Linked DNA regions of Mus musculus: regions 1, 3 and 4 are each linked to region 2. The links are chromatin contacts, called in public HiChIP or PLAC-seq and promoter capture Hi-C maps. All regions are on one chromosome and are shown on one strand. The core of a region is the stretch at or near the end of the contact, and the rest is flanking DNA. Distances in the headings are between cores, read along the strand shown.

Region 1 (3,539 bases), core at 815-3,314, 2.2 Mb before region 2:
CAGGAAATGCTCCATAAATGTCAGCCATTCTTTTTATATATGGTAAAAGAGAAAGGGTCCCTATTTCGTACTTGGTACTGGAAGAAGTTTGGGGGTATTGGCTATGCCATGAAGTTCTCTGTGGGAAGTTATGGTTGGAGCAGTTTAAATGTAATGCAACCCCTTAATTCTTTTTTTTTTTTTTCCTTTTTACTATCAAGTCTTAAAATTGAAGCCAGTAGGAGAAAGTAGCTGTTAGCTAGTGTCTAATCGGTCTCAAAGGACAGCAAGCATGGTTTGCACTTTCTTTACAAGTCTGTTCACATTGTTTAACAACCATCGGCAGGCACCACTGCCAGGCAGAGGAGGGGCTGAGAGGGGGCTCCTAGCCCAGCTTCTTGACACCTAACAATTTGCAATTGGAAGCTACCTAAGTCTTCAGCTTCTCAGTCTACTGCACTTCCTACCTGTGGGGCCATACAAAAGCCACAATAAATGAGAAAGCCAGAATTTCAACAAGGATTTGTTTGAGTCAAACCAGGGAGGGCATAAGCTACCAGGGACCAAAAGAAGATAGTTCCCTTTCTCGATCAGAGAGATGAGAGAGAGAGAGAGAGAGAGAGAGAGAGAGAGAGAGAGAGAGAGAGAGAGAGAACACCAAGTTATCTTCCCATAAGACTCAGTGTTTTCTTTTCTTTCCTAAAGGCACACTCTGTTTTCCAGCAGAAGGTAGGAAGCCAGTCCTGAGAGAATTCCTTTTCCTCACCCTTTTAAATCTTGAGGAAGAGCTGCCAAGTGTATAAATTCCTCCTTTGATGAGAAGATAAAGCAGAACAATGCTGTAGAGCTGAGCAGATTCCTAAGGGACATTCTTCTGGGGTGTGTAAGCTTGCGTGGAGGTGGGGCTAGTAGACAGCTAGGGGCTGGGAGGGAGGGTGGTACAGCCAGAAGTTGCTCCTAGACTTCTCCCTAGAATAGCCTTTCCTTTTGCTTTCAGCTAGTGCTGGAGACTAAACCTACTTAGGTGCACTACCACTGAGCTAGGTTTGTTTGTTTGTTTTTGGAGACAGGTCCTGAACTGCTGAGCTTTAGAGTAATCTCCTGTCTTAGCTTCAGCTTGGACTACAGGAAGATGCCACATTCTCATATTCCCTTCCCTGCCCTCCTTCCCTGCCCCCTTCTCCCGCTTCCCCTTAAAGCAGAACTTCATCCAGCCTCTAGAAGTGCAAGCGTGTTTATTTAAACCAAAAGGATCAGAGGTCTCTCCTCCCTTACTAAAGGAAAGGGGGAAATGCTGGGAATACACTTCGAAATCCCAAAACCCAAGCAGACTCTGCCAGTTTACGTTGCCATTCCTCTCCTCCGACAGTTACCGACAGTCGTCTTTTGCAATCTGTAAAACGGGAATAATTCTCCCATCTGCTTCACAGTTTTGAATCAGACAACAGAGCGCTAAACTCTTTACAAGCCCAATTGCAGTCCGCGCTCACGAGAAAGGTATGATTACTATGGGGCCTGGGTGTGATGTCTGGCCGAGCGCTGTTATTACCGGGCTAACCTTGCCCACCTGGCCGCGGCGGGGCTGTCAGCAAACACCAAGGCGAGAACGCCGCACGCACGCATCCAGCCCTTTCCAGGGCCCACACGACGAGCTAATGCAAACTTCGAAGCACCTGAACGTCCGCGAGAGCTCGCCGACCGCTGGAGGGAATGAAAGATTTCGTCTTGACTGTTCTTTTCTGTCTTCCAAACCAAGCTAATCTCTGGGCGGCCTGGGGCCAAAACCTCAAACCAGGCAACCGCAAGCCAGAGATCAGAGGCGCGCGGTGCTGGGACAGGGCCCGGGAACAAAGGGCGCTTCGGAGCTCGAGGCCGGCCAGGAGGAGTCCCGGGGTAGCCTCCCCGAGAGGCCCCCGGCCGGCCGCGCCTAAGACACCCATTCCCCGGGGCAACCACACTCCATCCCGCAACCTCCCCGCTGCTGCCTTTCAGGCTCCGCCTGCGCCCCGCCCGCCATCTCAGGTAGGCCATCCGCGTCGGCCAATCGCAAGGCGCTCAAGTACGGGGGCGGTGCTTGCACCATCGGAAGTGACGTGCAGAGCTCGGCTGGCCGCGGAGTCAGTCGAAGCTCTCCTCAGCGGCCGGCTGAGCCAGCTGAGGCGGGAGAAAAACATGGCTCGGACCTTGGAGGGCGCGAAGGCTCGGGTTGCGGTGAAGACCAAGACTCCCGCAGCGTGAGGTGAGGGGCTGCCGGTGCGTGCGGAGCGGGACCTGGCTCTGCGCAGCCGCCGAGGGACTCAGAGGGGAGGGACCCGGCCGCCGTGCCCCTTGGTCACTCCATCCTCTCTGACTCCTTCCTCGGGGCCCCGTCCCCCACCCGACGGTCGCCAGCGCCCCGCGCCAGGCCCCTTTGTCGCGGGCCGCCGGACGCTGCTGTCCCTCGGGGGGCGGGGGAGGGGAAGCCACCCCACGGTCCCCCGGGACAGCGAGGGAGCCGCGGTGGCGGTCCCAGGCTCCTGTCCCGACTGTTCTGGAGAGTGGCTGTTGAACTTCTGCTATGGCCTCTTCCTTCTCCTCTCCCAGCTCGGTTTTTAGAGCCTCGGGTGGTTCTTTTTCTTCTGAGACCCTTCACCTCGTTACCTTAAAACAAAAATCCAGAAACTGCTTGCTTTGGGAACGCAATGATATTTGTGTATATTTAGTGCATCATCTTTCTGCTAGGGCATTAAAGTAAGAATATTTAACTCTTCCTGCGTGACTGAGGAACAAGGAATAATTGAAGAGGAGGGGAGTGTATACGGTAGTTCTTTCACCGTGTTGTCCTGATAGAAGGTGAAGTCCTAATTAGTATATTTTTATTTTAGCCAGTGGGTGTTTGAATTCAGTGACACGAAGGAAGCATCCCTGTTTGAACAAGATTACTTCTTAAAAAGTATCCCTAAATCTTTCCAGGTAGGTGTCAGGAAGAATACTGCCTTCGGGGCGGGGGGCGGGGGGGGGGGGAGATCACTGAATGTGGTACATCTCAAGCCAAGGACAGAAAATAAAAGGCTATTCTTAGGGGGTTGGTGAAGTAGTGTTCGGGAAGAGAGGCTGCGCAGAGGTCCTGGAACACTGGTTCCAGGGAAGACTTTGTACTCTTGCCTCCCTGATGGTTCTTTCTCCACGAGAAACTGTTAAGTAGCTCTGCTGTAATTGGAGTTGGTTATTCAAGGTTACAGACCACGCTGAAGTGCCTTGGTTGAAATTTTCAAGTTTTTGAAACTGCCTGCAAGTTTGGCATTCAGTGTTTTGAATACTGAAAAGCATTGTAACTGAGAGAGAGATATTTGTTAACTCAAACTTAGTTTCAAAGTGATTTTTAACATAGATACATAATAAATACAGCACCTCCACAGATTCCCATGGGTGCTGGCGGAATTCATATTGAAAGCAGTTTGTCTTGTAAAAACCTCCGTTGTCTTGGGCATGGTGGTGCACCCTATAATTGCAATGCTTGTCTGCACTGCAGAGCTCTGGTAGGAGAGTCACATTTAAGGTCCGCCTAGTCTACCTAGTGA
Region 2 (3,501 bases), core at 394-2,893:
ACAGAGGAACTGGGTGAAGAGTAGAGGGCTGTTAGAATCATGTTGTCTTACAATTACCTAGATTAAAAACATCTTTTAAGCATAAGCCAGACGTGATAGCGCTTGTTTGTAATTTTTTAATGTATTGGATGCTTTGAAAGAATAGCAAGAGGCCATTCTTTTTTTTTTGTTTGTTCTTTTGTTGTTATTTTGTTTTCTGGTTTTAGCCCTGGCTGTCCTGGAACTCACTCTGTAGACCAGGCTGGCCTCCATCTCAGAAATCTGCCTGCCTCTCCCTCCTAAGTGCTGGGATTAAAGGCATGTTGTACCACCGCTGACTGGCCGAGACCATTCTTTTTTTTTTTTTTTAAAGATTTATTTATTATTTTATGTAAATACACTGTAGCTGTCTTCACACACTCCAGAAGAGGGAGTCAGATCTCATTACGGATGGTTGTGAGCCACCATGTGGTTGCTGGGATTTGAACTCTGGACCTTTGGAAGAGCAGTCGGGTGCTCTTACCCACTGAGCCATCTCACCAGCCCGGCCGAGACCATTCTTAAATAAAGAGTAGAAATGATAGCGCTTGTTTGTAATCCCAGCACTTGGGAGGCTAAGGCAGGAGAGGAGTAGATTGGGAGTTGGCCAGCCTGGGCAGTAAGACTAAAATCAAAATTCCGAGAGGTAGCTGTTCTCTGTGCTGGAAATATGTAGCCTCTGGTATATTTTGAGTGGTGGGGATTTGTTTTTTAAACCCAATGTTTCCAGAAAAGAGAATTGTTAGAATAGCTGCATTCCAGGTAAATGAGAAAACAGTTTGTATTCTGTATCCTGCAAGTGAGGTTAGCAGGTTTTGTATACACAGTATGTGTATCCATGTTGTAATCCCAACTCCTCAGAAACTGAAGATCACCTTTCAAGACCAGTCTGGCAATCATACTTAAATTTTTTAATGTATTGGATGCTTTGAAAGAATAGCAAGAGGCCATTCTTTTTTTTGTTTGTTCTTCTGTTGTTATTTTGTTTTCTGGTTTTAGCCCTGGCTGTCTTGGAACTCACTCGTAGACCAGGCTGGCCTCCATCTCAGAAATCTGCCTGCCTCTGCCTCCTAAGTGCTGGGATTAAAGGCATGTGCCACCACTGACTGGCCGAGACCATTCTTAAATAAAGAGTAGAAATGATAGTTGTCAGACAACTTCTGATACTCCAATAACTCCAGTTAACTGAATAAAGTCAGATTCAGGTCACCAGAGGTGTTAAGCCCTCAAGTGTATTTTCATATAACCTAGTCATCTTATTAAGGTCTCTGAAATCATCTGCCTAAGAATTGGTTGTTTCCAGTTTATAAGTGAAAGGAAGAAGAAAGTCTGCAGGACTTTTCTGTTTCTCTTTTGTACAGTTTAGTTCCTGGGAAGACAATTCCTAAGGAACTGCTAACTGACCACAGCGCTTAAGTCAGCTCCCAACTCGCTGGGAAAACTAAAATACTTGTTTACACTGCTGCAGAAACCAACTCTGAGAGAGGAAGAAGACAACACACTTCCAGGGCGCAGCTCAGGGCGGAAGAGGCTTGTCCTTTCTGGGTCTCCGTACAGGCTCTGTAGCTGCATCCTTGCTGGTCTCCCCGCCCCCTTCCACGTCAGCCAAGGACTTGGTGGAGCCGTCGCGGCAGCGGCTGTCCGGACCGGTAGTCGGCGGTCCCACGGTTCCCTCCCGGCCTCCGCCCCTCGGAGCCAGGTAGCGACCTGGGCCCCCGAGCCGCGGGGTTGCGGCGGTCGCGCGGGGTCAGCGAGCCACCGGATGGGGAGATGCCGGGCGCTTGACTAGGCCGCGGCGACGGGCGGTGGGGGCGGGGAGCTGGGCCGCGGTCCCCTGGGCGGTGGGACAGGGGTCTGCGCCGCCTGAGGCCTGACCCTGCATAGACAGAGGCCGGTGAGGGGCGGCCGGGATTCCCACGGGGGACCCGCCACAGCCGAGGAGTCCCAAGGTTCTGCAGCGTCTTCGCTCGCGGGCCGCCCTCCTGGAGCAGATCCGACTGTGTTAGGTTGGCAATCACGGCCCCGTGACGTGGTGCTCCGGGTTGTCACTGTGGTGTGGACCTCGACTCCACAGCTTTGCACACCCTGGGTCGGGGAGTGGACGGGTACGGGGACTGAGTGATTGTCACTAGAGTTCACGGAAGGAGAAGGTGGGGAGAGCTCTACAGGTCGTCCGAAGTCACACGCGAAGAACTTCAGGCAGTTTAGAAGATCACGACTGATTTGCGGAATTTGTCTCCCTTTTTTTTTTTTTTTTCTAATGATGTTTGTATTCATTTTTGTAGATTTTCCTGGCACCTTTCGTCCTTTTCATCTTGTATTGGGTTGATTATAAACAGAAACCATGACGGCAGCCGAGAACGTGTGCTATACGTTAATTAACGTGCCAATGGATTCAGAACCCCCTTCGGAAATCAGCTTAAAAAATGACCTGGGTAAATAGTTTCTTAACTCAAATAGGAATTATTTTAATTGATAGATTAAAAACGTAAAAGATGGACAAATTAATATGGTGTTTTTTAATACATATCTATATGGTCTGATATTTAAATCCTGTCAAATATAATTATCTCAAACATTCATCTTTTCTTCATAGTGAAAACATTTCACATTCTTTCATAGAGATTTTTTTATTTTTTTGAGATTTTAAAAATATATATACAGTATATAGTTATTAATTGTAGTATACAGTGTCATACCTGAACTTTTTTATCTTGTACTCAGCAGCCATTGACCAATCCGCCTCTCCCAGCCTTCCTTCCTTCTTACTCTCCTAGGCTCTGTGAGCCACGGTCCTTTTTTTTTCTTTTTGTTTTCCTTTTTCCTTCTTAAATAAAGCCTTACTCTTTCCCTAGGTCAGCCTGGAACTCACTAATAGGCCAGGGCAGCCTCCAACTTATGTCAGGTCTTAGTTCAGCCTCCAAGGGTTACAGGTGCAGGCCACTATTCACCTTTTACTTTCAACTTCTCTGATGATGTAAGTTAATACTTCATAAAATGTTTCTACTCTCAACCTCCTTTCACCTGAGGAAGTTTCTTATTTATTATGTGTGTATGTGCACAAAAATGTGCTAGTCATGTATGTATAAAGTGAATTTATATGTGAGGCCAGGGGTAAACCTTAGGTGCCTCCCTCAATCATACTCCACCTTACTTGTTTTTTTTTAGACTTTGGATTTTTATAAGATTTATTTTTAATTGTGTATATGGGGAGGTGCCCGTGTGTGTAATGCTCAGGAAGGCCAGCTGTGTAGGCTCCTCCTGGAACTGGGAGCCACTCGATGTGGGTTCTCTGCAAGCGCATTATGTGCTGTTAGCCACTGAGCCGTTTCCAGTTCTCAGTCTTATTCTTTACTATTTATTAGTGGGAAGTGGGGAGACAAACATGCATAGCACCAGTGTAGGTGTCAGCTCTCTCCTACCATGTGGGTTTTAGGCATTGAACTCAGGTGGTCAAGCGTGGCAACAAGTGCCTTTTACCTG
Region 3 (3,268 bases), core at 593-3,092, 2.2 Mb after region 2:
TTAAGGGTTAATTTTGTTTCTTAAGATTGGAAACCAGCACCAAAGGAAATGAAGGTTAGCTTTCTCGTAAAACCTATTCCTTCCTTCCTTGTTACTTAGTACAAAGTTCAAAATGCCGGACTGGACCATAGGAGGACTCACATTCCCGACTTCCTAACTCTCAGTTGTTGAAACTGTTCCAGAGGCAAGATCTTTAGTTCGTGCTTATCTGCTGTACTGAGACTTAGAGATGTCTGACAGATAAAATACTGACACACACACAACTCAGCCTTAAACAGCAAACAGGCACTCCACTGAGTTTGATAGCACACACTTTTAATCCCAGCATCGGGGGAGACAGACAGGGAAACCTCTTAAGAATTTCCAGGCCAGCTTATCTACAAGTGAGTTCCAAGCCAGCCAAGTCTGTACTTCAAAGTCCACATAGTAAGATCCTACCTCAAAACGGCAAAACAAAACCCTAAAAATCAACTTATTATCCATCTAAGGAAAGATGGGAAATTTTAACTATTCAGGTACAAAATAAAGTCACTTTGCATTGTGCCAGGGGTTGTCTGTGTAGCAACAAATTGCTACAATTAAAAAACAAACAAACAAAACCTAAACATTTAGGAATCCGAAATGATCGTGTATAAATATCAAGATCCTACCATCCTAATTTCAACTTAACACTTGGCATCTATTTAAGGTATATGAGATATAAAAGTCCAAAGCATTAAGCCTGACGACCAGCAGTTAAAAATACATGTTTGAATATGCTGAGGATATTTATAAAGCCAACGGACTATTAATATGTCGAAATCCACTGGCCAGTGCAGGATTCTACCTTTAATCTTCTACTACTGACTGTTCAAGGGAAGCCAAGAAGTCCGGGAGTCTTATGTCACTCGCTTTTAAGAATTTAAGTCACCCAAGTTGGCAACACCAGAAAAAGACCAAAATTACACACAAAAACAACGTTTCGTCTCTCCATATGGTGAAATTAACTCGGCTATCTCTTACCCTCCCGTTCAAGCCCCACTTAACTACTTTTTCAACGATCCTGGGTAGGCCCCATTTAGGCTGGCCGATAGTACTACGAAGTAACAGGAGGGGGAATGGAGGCTGGGGGGAGGGGGGTGGGGAGACCGACAACTCTTTAACAGTTAAGTCTGCCCTCCCACAGATCTCAACTTAGGTGTCGATTTCACAAGCCCCGTAAGCTATACGCTGTCAAACCCCAGAAGCAGCACCGTCACCCCGTCCTGCCCACGGGCAACTGTTCCAGAATGTTTTCTTTGAAACGATCTCTCTTAACTCTCTCGGCTCGACGTGTGTGAAGTCTGGACTTCAAAGGCCACTTTCTCTCCGCAATACTCCCCCCCACCCCCGGGAGCAGAACCCAACTCCTCGGGTCCAGTCTTTGATGCGTTAGCCCCTCGCAGCCGGAGCTCTCCCTCGGCTACGTGGCCCCGGGAACCAGCGGTCTCCAACTGCCCGCCGCGCCCACCGTCCACCCGGCCCCACGCCTGCCCGGCCCTAGCCTTGCCTCCCGCTCGGGGCCTGCACGACTTCGAGCGGACCGCAGGCTTCGGGCCTAGTCTGGCCCGCCGGCCCCTCACCTCCTTCGGGACCAGTTGGTTCTCCTCGCCGGGCACCATCGCTCAGACTCCGACCGCTCGTCTCCGCCCTGCCTGCGGGGGCCTGGTGGAGGTGGCGGCGGCTGTGTCTCAGGAGAGAACGGCAGCGACAGTCATCCTCCCAGCCGCCTGCGCTCCAGCAACTGAGGAGGCCTCCGCTCAGGCCTTAGACACCAGCGCGCAGACACCGACCCAGGGCGCCGCCGCCGTCGCCGCTGCTGCCGCCGCCGCTGCCGCCGCCGCCGCCGCCCCTCCCCCGGCCCGCGGCAATCAATGGAAAAATGGCGGCCGCCGCTCTCGCGAGAATTCAACGCAGTGGGCGCGCGGCCCGGCGTCTGGCGCCTGGGGTATGCAGGCGGCCGTCGTGAGCTCGGGATCTTCTCACCTCTTGCTCAGCCCCGGGGTACGCCGCGCTACGCTGGTTGAGAGCCGGTGTAGGCGCTTTTCACTACGGGGAAGCCGGTCCTCCCATCCTCCGGCTCCCTCTGTCGGCCGAGGGAGGGACGAGGCCCCTGCGTCACGAACGAGCTCCAGTTCAAAGCCCCCCTTTCAGCCCTGCAGTCCCCAGACTCTTTCCTGGTCTCCAGCGACCCCGCTGCAGCCCCACTTGAGGAACCTTTGGCCTCGAGCTGGTAAACAACGCGCCTTGTAGAGAAATCGCCTTTCTGGCTTTCGCCCTCAAGGCTCTGGTCCTCGTCTGTCATGTTTTCGTGGCCGCCCCACTCTCCTTAGGGACCTCGGTGCCCATCAGCTAGCCCCTGGAGCCCCTTAAAGAGGGGTCACTACACTTAGAGGTGCTCCCCTGCACCCTTCTGGGTGGCTTGCTGTCATCCTCCTACAGGGCCAAGTCTGAGGGAGCCTTTTGAGAGCAGAGCTGTGGTGCGCTTCAACCTGTGCTGTCCTTTTGAATATGTTTTTTTTTGTAATCTCCCCAGACGGTAAATACCATGTGTTTGACCAAACAAATCTCCTATTAGTCATTTTCCTTCACCGCACTCCTTCCATTATGAAGACCCAGTGAGACGTCTTTCATGAAGACTTTTGGCAAACTAGTCCTCTTACAGCCTGCTGAGTTAATTCCATTGTGCCATGTACCCAGCATCCACAGCGCCAACTCCTTTACCTATGCTATTGGTTCGCCAAACTTGTTACTATTGAACACCCCACACCCAAGAAAAGCTCTCTATACAGTTATGTAAGATTTATTAGAATTCTGCTATTTGTGGCACTGTAAAACATCTACAAATTCTAAAAATTATAGCAAAGACAGACATTTAAAATAAACGAGATTTTAAGTAGTAATGGTATAAAAAAATCCATTAACCCTACTGAAAATATTTAGTGAACGCACTCTGATTGACTAGGTTTCATTAGTTTTTTAAAAGCTAATTCTTTGTGAAACACTTATTAAAATATCTGATTCAGTGTTCAGGTTATTTCTGTACTTGGCTTTAATAGCTGTCATAAGCTGAAAAAGGTAACCCACAAAGATTTTGATCCTAATGGAAGAAGTGCATTTTCAACTACTATTACTAATACAATGCTCATTTTTATCTGTTTCAGCTTCCAGCCATACAAAGGGTTTTGTTGAAATTCAGCTACTAATTTTCCATCTTTCCTAATGTCAACTAGAATTTTTATGTTTTAAC
Region 4 (3,370 bases), core at 411-2,910, 2.1 Mb before region 2:
GAGTAGAAATAAGGGCAAAGTGGAAGGACATGAGGCCAGGGACTTGGGTTTTATTTCAAATACATGGAGAAAATATAAAAAGAGAGCCCCTGAGATGGCTCAGTAGCCAAAAGTGCTTGCTGTGCACTGACAACTCTAGTTTGATATTCAAAGCCAGGTAAAAAGATGAAAAGACTACACAAGGTTATCCTCTTACCCCATATTCACACAGTAAAAGTCTTTAAAAACAATTTAGATCTTCCAGAGGTCCTGAGTTCAATTCCCAGCAACCACATGGTGGCTCACAACCATCTATAATGGGTTCTGATGCCCTCTTCTGGAGTGTCTGAAGACAGCTACAGTGTACTTATATTAAATAAATAAATCAATAAATCAATCTTTAACACACACAATTTAGAGGGATTTACAAAGAGACCACTAACCACTAGGCAGACAATGGATTGTATACATAATGGGACACCACTTAAGCTGCCTGAGAGATGATGGATAGGATTGGGGTACCCGTGGAAACAATGAAGTATTTGATACGTTTCTGTGGTGAGATGTGTTGGAGTGACTCGTGGAAATGAGAAAGACTATTGAACCCTAAATTTGTATTCGGACAAATGTGTTAGAGTGAAATGAAGTATTCTTGCTTAGGGATTGCGAATTGAAGCCAAGCTTGATGTTCGGATCACATATCTGGGCTAAAAGTGTGAATCTGGTTAATTAATCAAATACAACTTTGCCAGGAAATAAATACAAATTTGGTTCAAGTTCCCAATGTTTTGGAAAACGTAATTCAACTAGTAATGGGTTAAAAGAACGCAGCTGGGCATGATGGCTCAAACCTTTCATCATCATTTCAGCATTTTTTTAAGAGACAGAGGCAGAAAGACTTAACGTGTGTTTGAAGCAAGCCTGGTCTACAAGGCGAGTTCCTGAACAACCAAAACTACATTGAGGGACCCGGTCTCAAACACAACAAAAAAGAAAACTGGATCAGTATTTCAGTACTGTTTCAAACCTCTCACGCTTCACTTGTCAACAGGGTCTTGTAGATCTGAGTTTCTTGGGTCCATGTCTTTGTTGTTTTTTGTTGCATTTACAATAAATTGTTATATTCACCCATTCTTCGAACGCTCTGTGGTGAACCGGACTAGGACATCCTTAAAAGACCAACTCCCGGGGTAGTCCCTTTCCCCCTCATCTTCTCGAAGCTTCTTTCCTCGTTCCCAACTCTTCTCCGACGGGGGTGAGCGGTTCTGCGCTCCGACCTGTGTAGAAAAGGCGCGCAGACAGGAGGACAGACCCGGGCGGGGCTCGGAAGCCTAGAATTAACGATCTAGAGAGAAGCGCCGGCTGCACCTAGGCTTTGCGATCATCCCACACCGCACGAGTTCGGGGCTGCAGAGGGAGCCCTGAGAAACCCGCAGCTTATCCAAATCCTTCAGCCCAGGACTCGAGCACGCCCTAGGTCCCCTCAGATGCGACTTCCGAAGAGATGTTAGAGACAGACTTGCTGCTCTGGCTAAGAGCAAGACTAGAGACAAGAGTTCAAGGCGTAGCAACCCAGCCATACACTTACCGCCTCGCCGCCATGCCTTCTGGGACGCGTAGTCTCCCGGGCTCCGGTGGCCACACTATGTAGCCCCGCCCCCGCGCGAGAGCAAACGTCGGTGAGTGGCGTCACTTCCTGTGCGGCTTGATTTCCTGTGCCGTTTCCTACCTCGTTCTCTCTTTGCTGCCAGACCTCCGCCATCATGGGTCGCATGCACGCTCCCGGGTGAGCCCGCGGCGCCGACCTTGGTTGCGGGGCTGGGGCGCGGGGCTGAGAGAGGAGGATGCGGGCTGCGGGTGAAGGGACAGTGGGGCTGCTTGGGGCGCGGGCCGCCGCTTTACTTCCTATCTTCTGTTTTCAGGAAGGGCCTGTCCCAGTCGGCGCTGCCCTACCGCCGTAGCGTCCCCACGGTGAGTAGAGGCTGAGGGTTGGAGGGCGGCGTGGGAAGCGATCGGTGCGCGGGAGGATGGGACCCGAAGTGGAAGGTTGCCGCCGTGCTCTCTCATCCTAAGGCCGATTTCTCTTCCATCTGTAGTGGCTGAAGTTGACGTCTGACGACGTGAAGGAACAGATTTACAAATTGGCCAAGAAAGGCCTGACTCCCTCCCAGATAGGTGAGTGTTGATGTAATCTCTTCCTTCTGCTCTCGAGAAACAAATGTGTCTAGTCCGTATGTTAAAAAGGTTCCTCCTGCTTCCACAGCGGAGCAAGGGCTGTCTGGGATTGAGTCACATCTAACTGAATTGATTCTAAGCTGCTCTGACTTTGTACAAATGGGAAATAACTCGTTTCTGGTAGCTTGGCTTCTGAGTCTGGGAATAACTGCTCATCGGAGGAAAATATCCTCTTTAGGATATAAAAAGTTCGCTAGAAATATGCAGAAAAAATCATGTGAAATGGGCTCAGCTGATCTGAAGTAATTTGAGGTTTAAAAGCAATAACATGCAGTTTTAAAGATAGGTACAAATAAATGTTGGGCTGCTTTTAAGTTAATACTAAATATAAAGGTAGAAGTCACATTGTTTCCTCTGGTCAGATGTATTCTGGCAAGCTCACAGTGATGATGGTGTTCCAACATTCGCAGTTTCCACCAGAAGGACTTTCCATGTTGGGTTGACCTTCCTTGGATGTCTGAGTGAGCTGGAAATTTGGAGTTTGGCTGTTAGGGTTTTATCGCATGTGTGTGTGCTTGAGTGTGTTTCTCTTTTCAGGTGTAATCCTGAGGGACTCACACGGGGTGGCCCAGGTCCGTTTTGTGACTGGAAATAAAATCTTGAGAATCCTCAAGTCCAAAGGCCTTGCCCCTGACCTCCCCGAGGATCTCTACCATTTGATTAAGAAAGCTGTTGCTGTCCGAAAGCACCTTGAGAGGAACAGAAAGGTAAGGCGGACAACAAACCAGGTGTTGTGTCGAGACACTTGCGCTGCGGATCTTCAGAGGGGAGAACGCACTTGAGTCCTCTCAGGTGGTTCTGGGTGCTGGCTAATAGTCAACATGATAGTTTCCTAGAAATAGGTGGTTTGATTTTTAGCTCCCCTAAACTATTACATCCAGTTGGTCCCAGGTGCTGGGGCTTTTGTGTAGGTTTGTGGCTATGGGCCTTATTCTAGGAGTTTAAATTGCCTCTGTGGATTTGGTGATGCATGCCCTTAATTGTTGGAGTTTGAGACCAGCCTGGTCTAACACATTGTAAGACAACCAACTTATTCTGTATAATAATAAGATACCCTGCCTCCTTAAAAAAATTGCCCTAAGAACTTAACCTAACCATAGAAGCTATTTAGTTTCTTTACTTGTTGGTGGTTTTCTTAAATCTCTTTTATTTCTAG

The links. Promoter capture Hi-C pulls out the DNA fragments that hold promoters and counts their contacts. HiChIP or PLAC-seq counts read pairs in DNA pulled down with a chosen protein or histone mark.
Region 1: a promoter capture Hi-C map of liver shows a contact between it and region 2, with 3 times the contacts expected there. The contact joins the promoter of Pik3c2a here to the promoter of Copb1 in region 2. A contact is called at or near these places in 3 of 39 promoter capture datasets (the 3T3-L1 cell line, hippocampal neurons and liver).
Region 3: an H3K27ac HiChIP or PLAC-seq map of extraembryonic endoderm stem cells shows a contact between it and region 2, with 11 times the contacts expected there. The contact joins the promoter of Usp47 here to the promoter of Copb1 in region 2.
Region 4: a contact with region 2 is called in a promoter capture Hi-C map of hippocampal neurons, with 5 times the contacts expected there. The contact joins the promoter of Rps13 here to the promoter of Copb1 in region 2. A contact is called at or near these places in 4 of 39 promoter capture datasets (the 3T3-L1 cell line, cranial neural crest, hippocampal neurons and 1 more), 1 of 115 datasets of contacts at active chromatin or transcription factors (astrocytes) and 1 of 9 other capture datasets (liver).

What each region holds. Positions count from the first base shown.
Region 1 is chr7:116,441,983-116,445,521 of GRCm38.p6, reverse strand. It overlaps Pik3c2a (phosphatidylinositol-4-phosphate 3-kinase catalytic subunit type 2 alpha), which reads left to right and starts at 2,064. Exons shown (of 33, transcript NM_011083.2): 1 at 2,064-2,218.
Region 2 is chr7:114,252,822-114,256,322 of GRCm38.p6, reverse strand. It overlaps Copb1 (coatomer protein complex, subunit beta 1), which reads left to right and starts at 1,643. Exons shown (of 22, transcript NM_033370.3): 1 at 1,643-1,717; 2 at 2,304-2,453. The coding sequence starts at 2,363.
Region 3 is chr7:112,022,080-112,025,347 of GRCm38.p6, reverse strand. Usp47 (ubiquitin specific peptidase 47) reads right to left here and starts at 1,842. Exons shown (of 29, transcript NM_001357952.1): 1 at 1,602-1,842. The coding sequence starts at 1,640. It also overlaps Gm3960.
Region 4 is chr7:116,332,480-116,335,849 of GRCm38.p6, reverse strand. Rps13 (ribosomal protein S13) reads left to right here and starts at 1,660. Exons shown (of 6, transcript NM_026533.3): 1 at 1,660-1,765; 2 at 1,902-1,950; 3 at 2,076-2,154; 4 at 2,752-2,921. The coding sequence starts at 1,743. Snord14a (small nucleolar RNA, C/D box 14A) reads left to right here and starts at 2,593; the gene lies at 2,593-2,679. Gm10589 (a long non-coding RNA gene) reads right to left here and starts at 1,681. Exons shown (of 2, transcript XR_869889.2): 1 at 1,568-1,681.